Regions from separate parts of the Mus musculus genome. Here region 2 is linked to region 1. The links are chromatin contacts, called in public targeted proximity ligation maps. All regions are on one chromosome and are shown on one strand. The core of a region is the stretch at or near the end of the contact, and the rest is flanking DNA. Distances in the headings are between cores, read along the strand shown.

What was found.
Region 2: a targeted proximity ligation map of pro-B cells shows a contact between it and region 1, with 6 times the contacts expected there. A contact is called at or near these places in 2 of 39 promoter capture datasets (the 3T3-L1 cell line and hippocampal neurons), 19 of 484 Hi-C or Micro-C datasets (the AML12 cell line, the C2C12 cell line, the G1E-ER4 cell line and 14 more), 3 of 130 datasets of targeted methods (large pre-B cells and pro-B cells) and 1 of 9 other capture datasets (embryonic stem cells).

The regions. Positions count from the first base shown.
Region 1 is chr19:31,972,723-31,978,572 of GRCm38.p6, reverse strand. No RefSeq gene overlaps it. Among named protein-coding and RNA genes, the nearest start is that of A1cf, 110 kb to the right of the region's middle.
Region 2 is chr19:32,403,626-32,409,475 of GRCm38.p6, reverse strand. No RefSeq gene overlaps it. Among named protein-coding and RNA genes, the nearest start is that of 2700046G09Rik, 17 kb to the right of the region's middle.

The DNA of each region.
Region 1 (5,850 bases), core at 1,258-3,757:
CTCTCTCTCTTTTTTGTTCTCTCTGTTTTACTTCCTTCCTTCCTTCCTTTCTTTCTTCCTTCCTTCCTTCCTTCCTCTCTCTCTTTCCTTTCTTTCTTCCTTTATGTATGTATATTGTGTGTCATGTGCATGTAGTGTGTATGCTCATGCATGTGAGTGCATGTTTGTGCACATAGTTCAAAGCTAGAAGTTGACCTCAGGTGTACTTCTTGATTACTCTCCAGTGTTTTTCTTGAGATTAAGGTCTCTGGGTGAACTGGATTGTGCAGATTCTGCTAGCCTCAGTGCCCAGCTTCCCTGGGGAATCCTCCAATGCTGAGATTTCAGGCAGGCTGCCACACACACCTGGCTTTTATATGGATACTGGGAATCCGAAATGTGGTCCTTACGCTGGCATGACAGGCAAACCCTTCATTATGGGAACATCTCAGCTCCTTATCTGTTTATTTATTTAGTCTTTTTTTTCCCCATGTAGGATCTCAGCCTGACCTTCAGCTTGCTATAGAGCCAAGGATGCCCTTGAATCTGTGGCCCTCCTATGAGTAGCACTCATGAGATTACAGATGGGTGCCATGACTGTAGACCTGGTTTAATTATTAGTTGTAGCTTCATTTTAATTAGATTAAGGTTAATTTCATTTCTGTTTGCCAATAAGGCTTTTGTAGTAAATGTTTTTTTTTCTTTCTCTATTACACAAAGCCATAGACACATAGTGCCTGTCTTTTCACTTCAACTATGATTGGCACTAGATTTAGTAGCTGTCAGCCTGATCCATTCCTTTAAAAGACAGTCAGATATTTCTCCAAAACAGGTTTCTTTTGTCTCCTGGGAAAAGCAACATAGCAACCACTGATAGTGGGGTATTCACCAAGAAGACTATTGAAACATGGGTTTAAGTCAACCGAAAGTTTTTATCAGCCAGCCAGTGACTACACTGGGTGTTCATGATCCCAGTGTAGCACCAAGCCTTTCTTAGGGTGAACTTTTAGGCATAATATCCTAGGGAAAAAGATGGCCATCCAGCTATAAGAACCCTACAGAACTCCAAATTAGCAGCACTAGAAAGTAAAAGCCTCACAAACTATTATAATTCAAATACTATAGGTAAAATATTTAGAACACAGAGTAAAGAATGGGTATTAAAAGCAGCAAGAAAGAAAGGTCAAGTCACTTATAAGGATAGGTCCACCTTCTACCATGCCTGGTAGTGAGAGCATCCAGACTGGGGGGCTGTGTATATGGTGGTAGGCTTTCCTCCATCTGAGAGCCTGGGTCAGATCAATCAGTTCTGTTCTATGGGCTTGAGCCAGGGAGTTCTCACACCAGAGAAAGCCATTGTTAATACAGGGAAGCAGAACTGACAAACACACAGAAACACACACACACACACACACACACACACACACACACACAGAGAGAGAGAGAGAGAGAGAGAGAGAGAGAGAGAGAGAATAAAGACAACCAGGGGTGGCCATGTTTATAACCTGAACAGACAGAAGGATCCAGAGACATCTTAGTTCCTGGACACTGGATCAGCAGCCAAGTCTGACCTCTCCTTTATGTCCAAACAGAAGGCATCTTAACCAGACTTACCCTTGGAGGTGACAGACCAGGCAACTTTCTAATTTGTTTCCTTTGGAATGGAGGTGTCATTTCAAAGGTGCCTTTGAAGCATTAGGCAGCAATTGACCCTAGAAGTTCCCTGATCACCATACTCTTCCTTGCTCCAATGGCCTCTGAGAACCCCAATATCTTGAGGTCTAGAGCTTGGGACTTCAATGCGACCCCCAGAATTCTTCTTTTCTCATTTGTGAGTGTTTAAGCACAAAAGCCATGCTCTGCATTGACATACTTCAGTTAACAAAAACAGGCAGAAGCAGCACTGTAGAAGCTACAGAGCAAGGTTAGTACATTTTGAGGCTTTCCCAGAACTATGAACATATATGGATTGTTTTTTGGTTTTAGTTTTGGCATGTGGCACTGTCTATGTGCTGAGTTTTATGGCCTGAATGGTGCTTCCATCATGGAATCAGTTGTGCTAAGGTCTGGGCCTCTGTTCCATTTCGAGATGCCCAGTGCTCCCTATTGCTTCATGGTCTTGTCACTGGAGAGAAATTGGACATGTGCATATTTCACAAGGAAGGAAATAAGAACAGCCTGGTGCTTCAACTGCAGTGAAAATGACAGCGGTTGATTTAATTTCTCTGAATTTTATTTTATTCATTTTATACCGGAAATCATGGTTCCTTAAAACATTAACATTTTTGCTCATTGAGAAAAATTAAAATTTTTATTAACCACGAATTACTGTGCTGGTTAGTTTTTGCCCACTAGACACAAACTAGAGTCCCCTGGGAAGAGGGAGCCTCAGCTGAGGAATTGCCTCCCTTAGCCTGGCCTACAGGCTTGACTGATGATTGATGGAGCAGGGTCACTCTTGGCAGCAGCATCTCTGGGCAGGCAGATGTAAATTCTGTAAGAAAGCAGGTTGAGCAGGCAGAGGAAGGAATCCAGGAAGTAAAGCCTCCTCTCTCTGCTTCCTCCCTCTCCCCACTTCCTGTTCAAGGGTGAGCCAGATTAACCCTTTCCTCCCTCAGTCACTTTTTAGTGGCCATTTTATCACAACAGAAGCACTAACTAGACAATCACTTTCTAGTTCATTGAACTCGGGTTTTGAATAAAAGTAAGAAAAAATTATCTGCTTTTCAGTTCTAAAGAAATTTAGAAAATTTCTCCTTTCCCCAGTACCTATAGGGTTTCATTGTTTGCTTTCAGAAATCAGTGATGGACTGTAGCCTGGGGTTGCTAGCTAAACTAAACACTCCCTCCTAGAAGTTGCTTTTCTGTCAGGATATTTTATCATGGTAACAGAAATGAACCTAGACCAATGAGATTGTTCTGTTTTGTGGTGTGTGCGCATGTGCACACATGCGTGCACATGTGTGCATGAGTGTGTATGTGTGTGTGTTTATAGTATTTGTTAATTATTGGTAACAATATTATATTCATTTTTACAGAGAGATTTACTGAATTTAAACCCCTGCTTCTTTGTCTATACTTTCTTAGATCTCAGGTGTGTTGCCTGATCTTGTTTTCTTGGAGTTCTGTTCTGAAACCATCTGGGTGTGGTGACTTCAATTTATTTCATTTCATTTCATTTCATTTCATTTCATTTCATTTCATTTCATTTCATTTTTCACTTCTGAGAAAGCTCTTCTGTGATTCTTCTCTATTTACCTATAGATATTTAGTATATATAGTATTTAGTCTCGCCATCTCTACTATTTGTGAAGAAATTATTTTCTAGACCATCTTATTTAAGTTGTCATTTTTGAATGGTAGGCTGTATACTGTATATTTTAGGTATTTTTCATTTTCTGTAGTTTGTAGATGATCTACATTTGTCATCCCCTCTGGGTGGCCTGCTCTTTCCACCAACCCCTTACCATTTAGCTAAGTGACCCCTGCTCAGAGAACCACCTCACCTAACATAGCTTCTTTTCCCTTTTTTCCATTTTTTTTTGTGCCAACTCTCTTCCTGGCAACTCACTCTCTTATAATGTAGACCTATGGAGTCCTCTCATATTTTGATTGGAAGCGTAACCTTTAATGGCTGAGCCATCTCTCCAGCCTGAGTCAGCTATGTGTTAGCCATTCTGGCCCCAGTGCCTAAATGTGATCTGATTGGTAGCATTTCTCTGTAATAACTATTAAAATGAATACAAACCCAAGTATCCCCTGCTGCAGACCCTCTGGGTCCCTTTGTCTGCGTGGAAAGGGTCTCTAGTCACAGGTGGGCAAGGAGTCGGCGGGAATGACAGACAGATGCACACAGGAAATTGTGTAGAATCTGAATGTATTGTCACAAAGTGAACACCAGTCTTGTATAGGACAGAAAATAAAGGGGGTAGGAAGTCACAGCAGGCAAAGTACATTGAAGTTGCCTGACACAAAACAAAGGAGTGACTTCAAAGGGACTTACAGGAACCAGGTAGGTGTTTACAGTAATGATAAAGCAGTCCTGCCTAGGGTCAGCTTAATGACAGGTAAGGATTTCACACCATAATGCTACTCTTTTGAGCCTTATGAAGGCTAGCACCAGGGGGTTCTGCTCTAGCAGACCTTCTCATGAATAATGCAATACCACAACCCCCCTATTTCCTAGGCCTTGATAAATTCTTATATGAGTGTAACTTTTAAGTATCTGGAGAATCTCCATTTGTCAGAAGAATTCACCAACTTGCTTCTAATATGCAATGTAGCCTGTACTGAAGATTTCTGTCTCAGTGGGATTCCCTGGCTCTTTCATGGTAGTCCCTTGTTTGGGTGAGACTAACTACTGTCCTTAGTAAACACTGTGCAGACCAGCCCTGAGCTGCTGGCTCCATCTTTTGTAATGATTAATTAGTTACTGTCTCTATCAAGCTCCTCGGCTTCAAGCATTTTCTAGGACATTGGAACACTGGCGAAGGCTCTGGCTATGTCAGAATTCAAACTTAAAAGACACTTATAATAAAATAATACTAAAAGAGAGCACGCGGATCCATACACTAGACTAATGCTGGGATAGGGTGTGAGTATACAGGTTATGAGAACGCCAAAGCTCCAGGAGGTAAGTTCCTTTTGAAACTCTATGCCTCGTGAGTGCTCCTAGGCTTCTCAGCCTGTCAAGAAGACTTCACTGGAGGGTGCGTGGCAATCCCCCCTTTTTTTCCTTTTGTACCTAGAACCAGGTAGCATGTTTCAGGAAAAAGGAATCCTGCTGCAATTTCTGTTCCATCTTTGGTGCTTCTCCGTAAGAAGAGTCTAAGTTATATGGCTTCTTCATAGTTTGTCTAAGCCTTGATTTGTCTTGAGGTTGAATTTGGCTTTCTAAGCAGAAAGGTGTTCTTTTCAATGCCATGGTGGGCCAGAACTACACACAGGTGAGGCAGCATATCTCTAGAGATCTAAAATGTGTGAAAATAAGTTGGGGTCCTAGATGACATTTGGTGATATGGATGCTCAGCCAGCTGTGTGGTAAAAGTAGACAGATGGCTCGGGGCAGCTCCAGTGAGGATGGGACCTTGGACCTTAGACCCCAGCATCTGTGGCTAGCTCCCAAGTGAAATGTGGGATGTTAACCTTGAGTGATGACTGCCATGGAAATTAAGTGGAAAAGAAATAGTCCTCACAAGTATCATGTTTTCTGATACACTCTCTCTCCATTAAGTGTTATTAAGTGTATGGAAAGAAATTAGGCAAAAATTTGTTTTATTTCATAATCTTATGTAAGTATAAATAAGTTTAAAATATTAATACACCGTGAAAAACCACAAGCCAGAGAGACTCAAATAATAATTATTTAAAGGGATGCATGAGTCCGTATTGCTGAAATTAAATCACCATTGATTTGATTGCGGTTCTAGTTGCTCTTGCGGATTTTGAGTCTGCTTCTCTGTGTTATAGTGGGCTGTGATAGCTCACTTCCAGTGATTACTCTTTTCATTTGTACTGTTGTGAAACTTACATTTGAGCCAACATGGTGGCACCTGTTACTCCCTGCATGCCACAGAATACCAATTGCCTAAAAGCCCATCCTTGATGATGGGCTATGATGCAGAAGCATAGGATGAAGTAAACTCATCCCTTTCCCAACCCCAACTAGCTTTTGGCTGTGGTCTCTATCACAGCAATAGAAGCCATAACTAGGACATAAACCTACACCTTGGATGCTTCTTCAAAGCTCTGAGTCTTGTCTAGGATTTGACCTTGCAAGTCTATGGCAGGTATTGTAAATAGGTTTCATCTTTCGTGGTTTTCTTGACAGACATACAGCAGCTGCTTGTAGACGGGAATTAAAAGGGTTGA
Region 2 (5,850 bases), core at 1,271-3,770, 430 kb before region 1:
TCAGTTTATCCTGTGGTGTCAAAGCTGATCTTTGACAGCTACTCACCTATTATTTCTGCCACCAACAAAAGAAACACTGCTGTAACAGTTGGTGTTTTTTAATGCAAAACTGACCCCCCCAATCCTGTTCATCTCCCCATTCCCTCATATCTGCCCTTTGCTCATACAACCTCCCCATCCCCAACACACACACACACACACACACACACACACACACACACACACACACACACACACACACACATTAAAACAAAAAACAAAGAAAACATTTCATCTCCCACCTGCAGCAGTAGTGAGGGTGTGTGGAGGGAAAGGACATTAACCTCGCATCCGAACCACCTTACAGTAGATTAACAGTGGGGCTAGCTCTCCTGCTCTTGCCTTCTGGGCTGGCTCACCGGCACCCCTACCACCAGGGTCAGCTCTGGTGTGCCTTTTAGGTGAGGTGCAGGGCCTGATCCCCCAAATGCTGCAGTTGGTGAGGGGCAGGGCTAGCTCTCCCAAGCTCATGACTCTGTAGGCAGGCAGCTCTCTTGACTGCTGAGATGGTGAGGGGTGGAGGCATAACCTCGGTACCCATGCTACCCCATGGCAGACAAGTGATGGGGTTGTCTTCTGCTACTAAGGCTGGCTCCACTCTGCTGCCTGGCTGAGAACAGGGTAGGCTCTCCCAGTGCTACTGCCAGTGAGAGGCAGGGCCAGCTCTCCAGAGTGCCAGCAGCCAGTGAGGGATGGGGCCAGTTCTGCACAGCCCCTAGACATCCACATGTTTCCTGGCAGCTGCCTGGATCGGGGATGCCCCCATGATCTCTAGTGGTAATAGGAACTATTGACATTGACTCTGACTCTATAGCCCAGACATGGCCCTCGGTGGCAGCTCAGACTGGGACTTTATGATGGCCCCAGGTGTCCTGGCTGGCTACTTCTCTCCACCGTCGAGTCTCGAGTTCCATCTCTTCAAAATGCTCAAGCTGCTCCACTTCTCTTTCTCTCCCATCTGTGTCCACCACATACTCACACACTGTGGTGGCTCCCACTGCAGGCTGGCTACCCACCTGGCAAGCCCTTGTGGCACGAGAGTGTCTGTGTACCACTTGTGTTGTGTGCTGGAGGGCAAGTCTGTGGGTGACATGGGGGTTCATGAGTCCCTCTGTGTGTGTGTGTGTGTGTGTGTGTGTGTGTGTGTGTGTGTGTGCATGTGTGTGTGTCTTCTTCCCATGTTTCACTGTGTGATGGTAGGCAGGGTTCTGTGTGTCTATGGTCTGCCTGTACTGTGGGTCTTTGGAAGACAGGTCTGTAGGCATCTTTCCCAGTCTGCATAGCATGACATGGCAGAACACAGTTTTGTCTTCCTCTTCTAGCTCTGTACTGCCTGAATTTGATTTGATTTGATTTTCATGTGTCCCAGGCACGAAACAGCCTTGGCCACCAAGCCAGGCATCAAGCTAGGATGAACAAAAGATTGCCATCAGCTCTGCCCCTGACTGACATAAAAACATTACAATCACCAAAGTGTCTCGTTGCCCCATTGCCAGGGGGATAGTAAAGGGTTTTAAAGTGTACAATTTGTCTCAATACATAAGTCATTTTATTTAAAAAAAAAATCCCAGGGCTGAGGAATGAAGTTTCACAAGTTATTTATTTTGTCTCCTAGCAGGGTTTCTGGTGGGAAATAATGAATAGAATTGTGTGATGGGCTGTTAAATTTGAAATTATATCACCATTATACAAAGGAAATAAAATAAATGGCCCATATTCCCTCCCTACCCCACACATAATGTAGCAAATATATAAAGTGAATGCAACCCTTCTTGGAGTGGTTTTGATGGTTGAGTTTATAATATAACATCTTGAAATAGGAGCAATCTCTCTCTCTCTCTCTCTCTCTCTCTCTCTCTCTCTCTCTCTCTCTCTCTCTCTCTGTGTGTGTGTGTGTGTGTGTGCATCTAACCAGCCACAGTACCTAGATGAAAAAGACATCCCTGGAAGCTACACCTTTGAAGGTTATACCTAGTCCCTGGTCTCTTCTTCTCTTTCTTTGCTTCTTGGCTGCCATAATCGATGCTAACCTATTCCACACAGCTCTCCCTACCATCATGGACTGAGGCTTTTATCTCTGTCTCTGTCCCCTAACCCCCCAACTTTGAAAGCAAGCAGCAGATCTGTGGCTGGAAGACTCAAAGAACAACAGCTTGTGCAAACCCCAAAGGGGCTGTGGTTATTGAAAAGAGAAGTAAGAAATAAAACAGAGATGGGCTTTTCATTTTCCTTGATTATCTTTCCAAAGGAGGAAACAACAGTCCCTTTCTACTTGCGGACAATGAAAAACGTGCTTGACCCGGAGAAAGCTTCCCCAGTATCTCGAAGGAGGCAGGAGCCAGGGATACTTGGTCCTCGTGTCTCTTGTGTATCATAGACACTTTCCCTTGTGCTGCTGTCAAACTGTCTGGGGCATTTGTTCAAACGTTATATTCACCATATACACACTTGTGGGTCGAATATGAAAGTACCTCTAGGTGCACATGCTGACTGCCTGGTCCCCAGATGCTGCTGCTATTTGGGAGGAAGTGGTGCTGTTAGGGGGCGGGGCTAGCTGGGAGGGGGGAGTACATCACCAAGGGAGGAGGAGGAGAAGGAGGAGAAGGGGGGGCTTATGCCTTTTTTTTCAATTTTTATTAGATATTTTCTTCATTTACATTTCAAATGCTATCCCAAAAGTCCCCGATACCCTACCCCCGTCCTGCTCTCCTACCCACCCACTCACACTTCTTGGCGCTGGCGTTCCCCTGTACTGCGGGCTTATGCCTTTGAAGGTTATAAATGCTCCCTAGCCGGGCATGGTGGCAGTTGCCTTTAATCCCAGCACTTGGGAGACAGAGGCAGGCAAATTTCTGAGTTCGAGGTCAGCCTGATCTACAGAGTGAGTTCCAGGACAGCCAGGGCTACACAGAGAAACCCTGTCTCGAAAAACCAAAATAAGTAAACAAACAAATAAATGCTCCCTACTCCCTACTCTCTTCCTTTCTCTCTGCTTCCTGGCCGCCATGATGGAAGCTGATCCACTCTACCCAGGTGTCTTCATCACTGTGAACCTCTCCAGCCACAAGCTAAAATAAATTATTGTTTCTTTAGCTACTTTGTCACAGCAATGAAGGCTTGCTAACACGACATTACCTGTTTCTTCATCTGTGAAATGGGGCTAAATTATAGTCTCTGCCTCATAGAACTATGAACATCGTAAAAGAATAACTGTGCAAAGTAAACGCAAGCGTGTATTAGTGCCTTTCACATAGAGTTAACTGTTCCCAGATTAATGTGTGCTGGGATGTTCACATTAGCCTAAATCTGTGGGAACCTCTTATGAATATTCTTGACAACTCACAAAGACCACGGAAAACTGCCTTTTAGAGACTAGGCACTTTCCAGTTCACTTATGGTGTTTAGCATGACAGACACGTTGTGGACACTCTCCAAAATGTCGTCCTCTCCTCGACTCAGTTGATGGTGTCTTCTTTAAAAATGAAACATGGGAAAGGGGGAACCACAGGACACATAGTAACTTAAGTTGCTCCCAAGTTGGTTTGTTGTGTGTATCTGTTGCCAAGGAAACAGGTTTTGCCTTTCAAATCAGAGTGTGGGAAAGTCAGAGTGCTGCCACTGATTTAGGCCTCAATGTGGGAAGCAAGGTAGCCTTTTTACTCCCTGTGGTACATGATTTACAGCCTGCAGTCACTGGGTGTCAATGTCTTCATGTCTAAAAATGGAGGAAGGTAGATTCAGCCTTCATAGTCTCTGGGAAAATGCTACTTCCTATGCTAAGAACAAATACTATCTCATTCTGGTGATGTCAGGTACCTGGAATAGACAGATTTGTAGATACCAACAAAAGTAGACTAGGGGATGGATGCCAAGGGCTTGGAATGAATATAGCAGTTCTGTTTGAAATAGATTTTAGTCCTGTCCATAAATATGAGTGCACTTAGTGTCATCAAATTGTATATTTTATCACGGAGACTGAATTTACCTATACACATATAACTGCTTCCTAGACAAAGCTTTGAGAGCAAGTAAAGTTTTTCCGAACTTTTTAGCTCAGCATCATGAGTTATTTAGTATTCAAAAGGAAGTTGGGATTTATGGACGATGGTCAAAATATCCCCTCCCCCATCCATCTTTTGGTTGATGTCACCTCTACTTTCCTTACACTCTCAATGGCACATCTCTGCTTGAAACCTTATTTCCAAGGTCTCTCAGAGGGACCCAGTGGGAGATAGTTCTACAGTTCCAGTTTTTGTACAAGTATCTGAAATGACTACATCAGGTCAGGGCCCAAGAGCCTTACTCAGCACACTTGCAGGGTGTGAATTTTTAGTGTGTCCTGTTTCTCTTTATCTCTCTCATTTTCCCTCCTTCCCCATCTGATATGGCCTTCCAAATTGACTTGGATCTTCTAACACCCTGCCTCAGCCTCCATGGGGTAGAGAGTGCAGGAATAGACTACTATGCTTGGTTGAGGGGGTCACAGTTTGGCAGTGTCTTACTGATGCTGCCCCCACTGACAGGAAATCATTTCATTTTCTTTGATGCAGTGTGCTCTCTTTGCAGTTCTCTCGATCCTGAGTCAGGAGTTCCTTGATGTTGATGTCCCTTGGTCTATAACTGTTGACTAGAGGGAACCAGATTTATAAAGGAGAAAGAAAAATACTTTCAAAATAATCCTATTTGTAATACTCATGTAAGGAGTTTGGCAACAACAACAATAACAAAAAGTCCAGAGCCCTTCAAGGAAAGAAAACTCTCCCCTTCCTATCCGTCTTTCCTCTTTCTGCCTCTGTTCATCAGCCTTCTCACCACCGTGGCAGCATGTCTGACACAAGCTACAGAAGAAGAAAGGGTTGTTTAGCTGATCGCTTGGAGGTTTCCGTTTGTTGTGGCAAAGTGGATATGGGTGGAATAGCTTGTATCATGGTGGTCAGGAAGGAGAGGAAGGAGTGGGGAGGAAGAACATGAAGAGGAGGAAGAGGGGGAGGAAGAGGGGGAGGAGGGAGAGGGGGAGGAAGAAGGGGAGGAGGGACGGGAGGAAGAGGAAGGGGAGGGGAAGGAGGAGGAGGGGAGGAATAGAGGGAAATAGGGGAGGAAGAGAAGGAGGAGGGGCTCTGCCAATGGGTCTTCTTTCCCCACCTTCCTTCCAGCCAGCCCCCAATCCTGTGGGATCGTTCTGTGGCTTTCGCAGATGGACTTCGCCTCTCTATCCTTTCCAAAAGACCCTTCACGTACGTACTCACGGGTATGCTTTGCTGGTCCCCTAGGCACTTCTCAATCCAGTCAAATGTACAGCCAAGATTCACCAGCACTCTCTCACTCCTCGGCCTGTACAGTTCAGGCACAGGGAACTCAGCAAGAGCATCCACTTATCTGAGCACTACATGTAGACTACTGAGCTGATTTCTCTTATTTCTCCCACAAATGACCTCTTATGACTCCTAATCCACAGGTAAGTTACTTTCTCAAAGGCTCATAGCTAGCATGGAGATTTAAAGCCAGTACCATCTGATTAGAGGCCACACGTTAATTAACCATCATTCTCACCTCCTAAAGTGAGGTGTTCACATTCCTGACCCCCTTGTTGCCATATAAAGACATTCAGTAAAATACAACTTTATTGTCAGTTGAACCCATGGGTTCTCAACCTTCCAATGACAAAGGAGTAAACGTGTTATTTTAAATCTTGCCTAGTGTTGGCAAGCACCCCAAAAATGTTGCCGTTATTACTGAGGGAACCGGCCACCTGAGACTGTACCTTCCTAATCACTTCTTAAGGGAACTGAATGAATCTAATTGGAAACATCT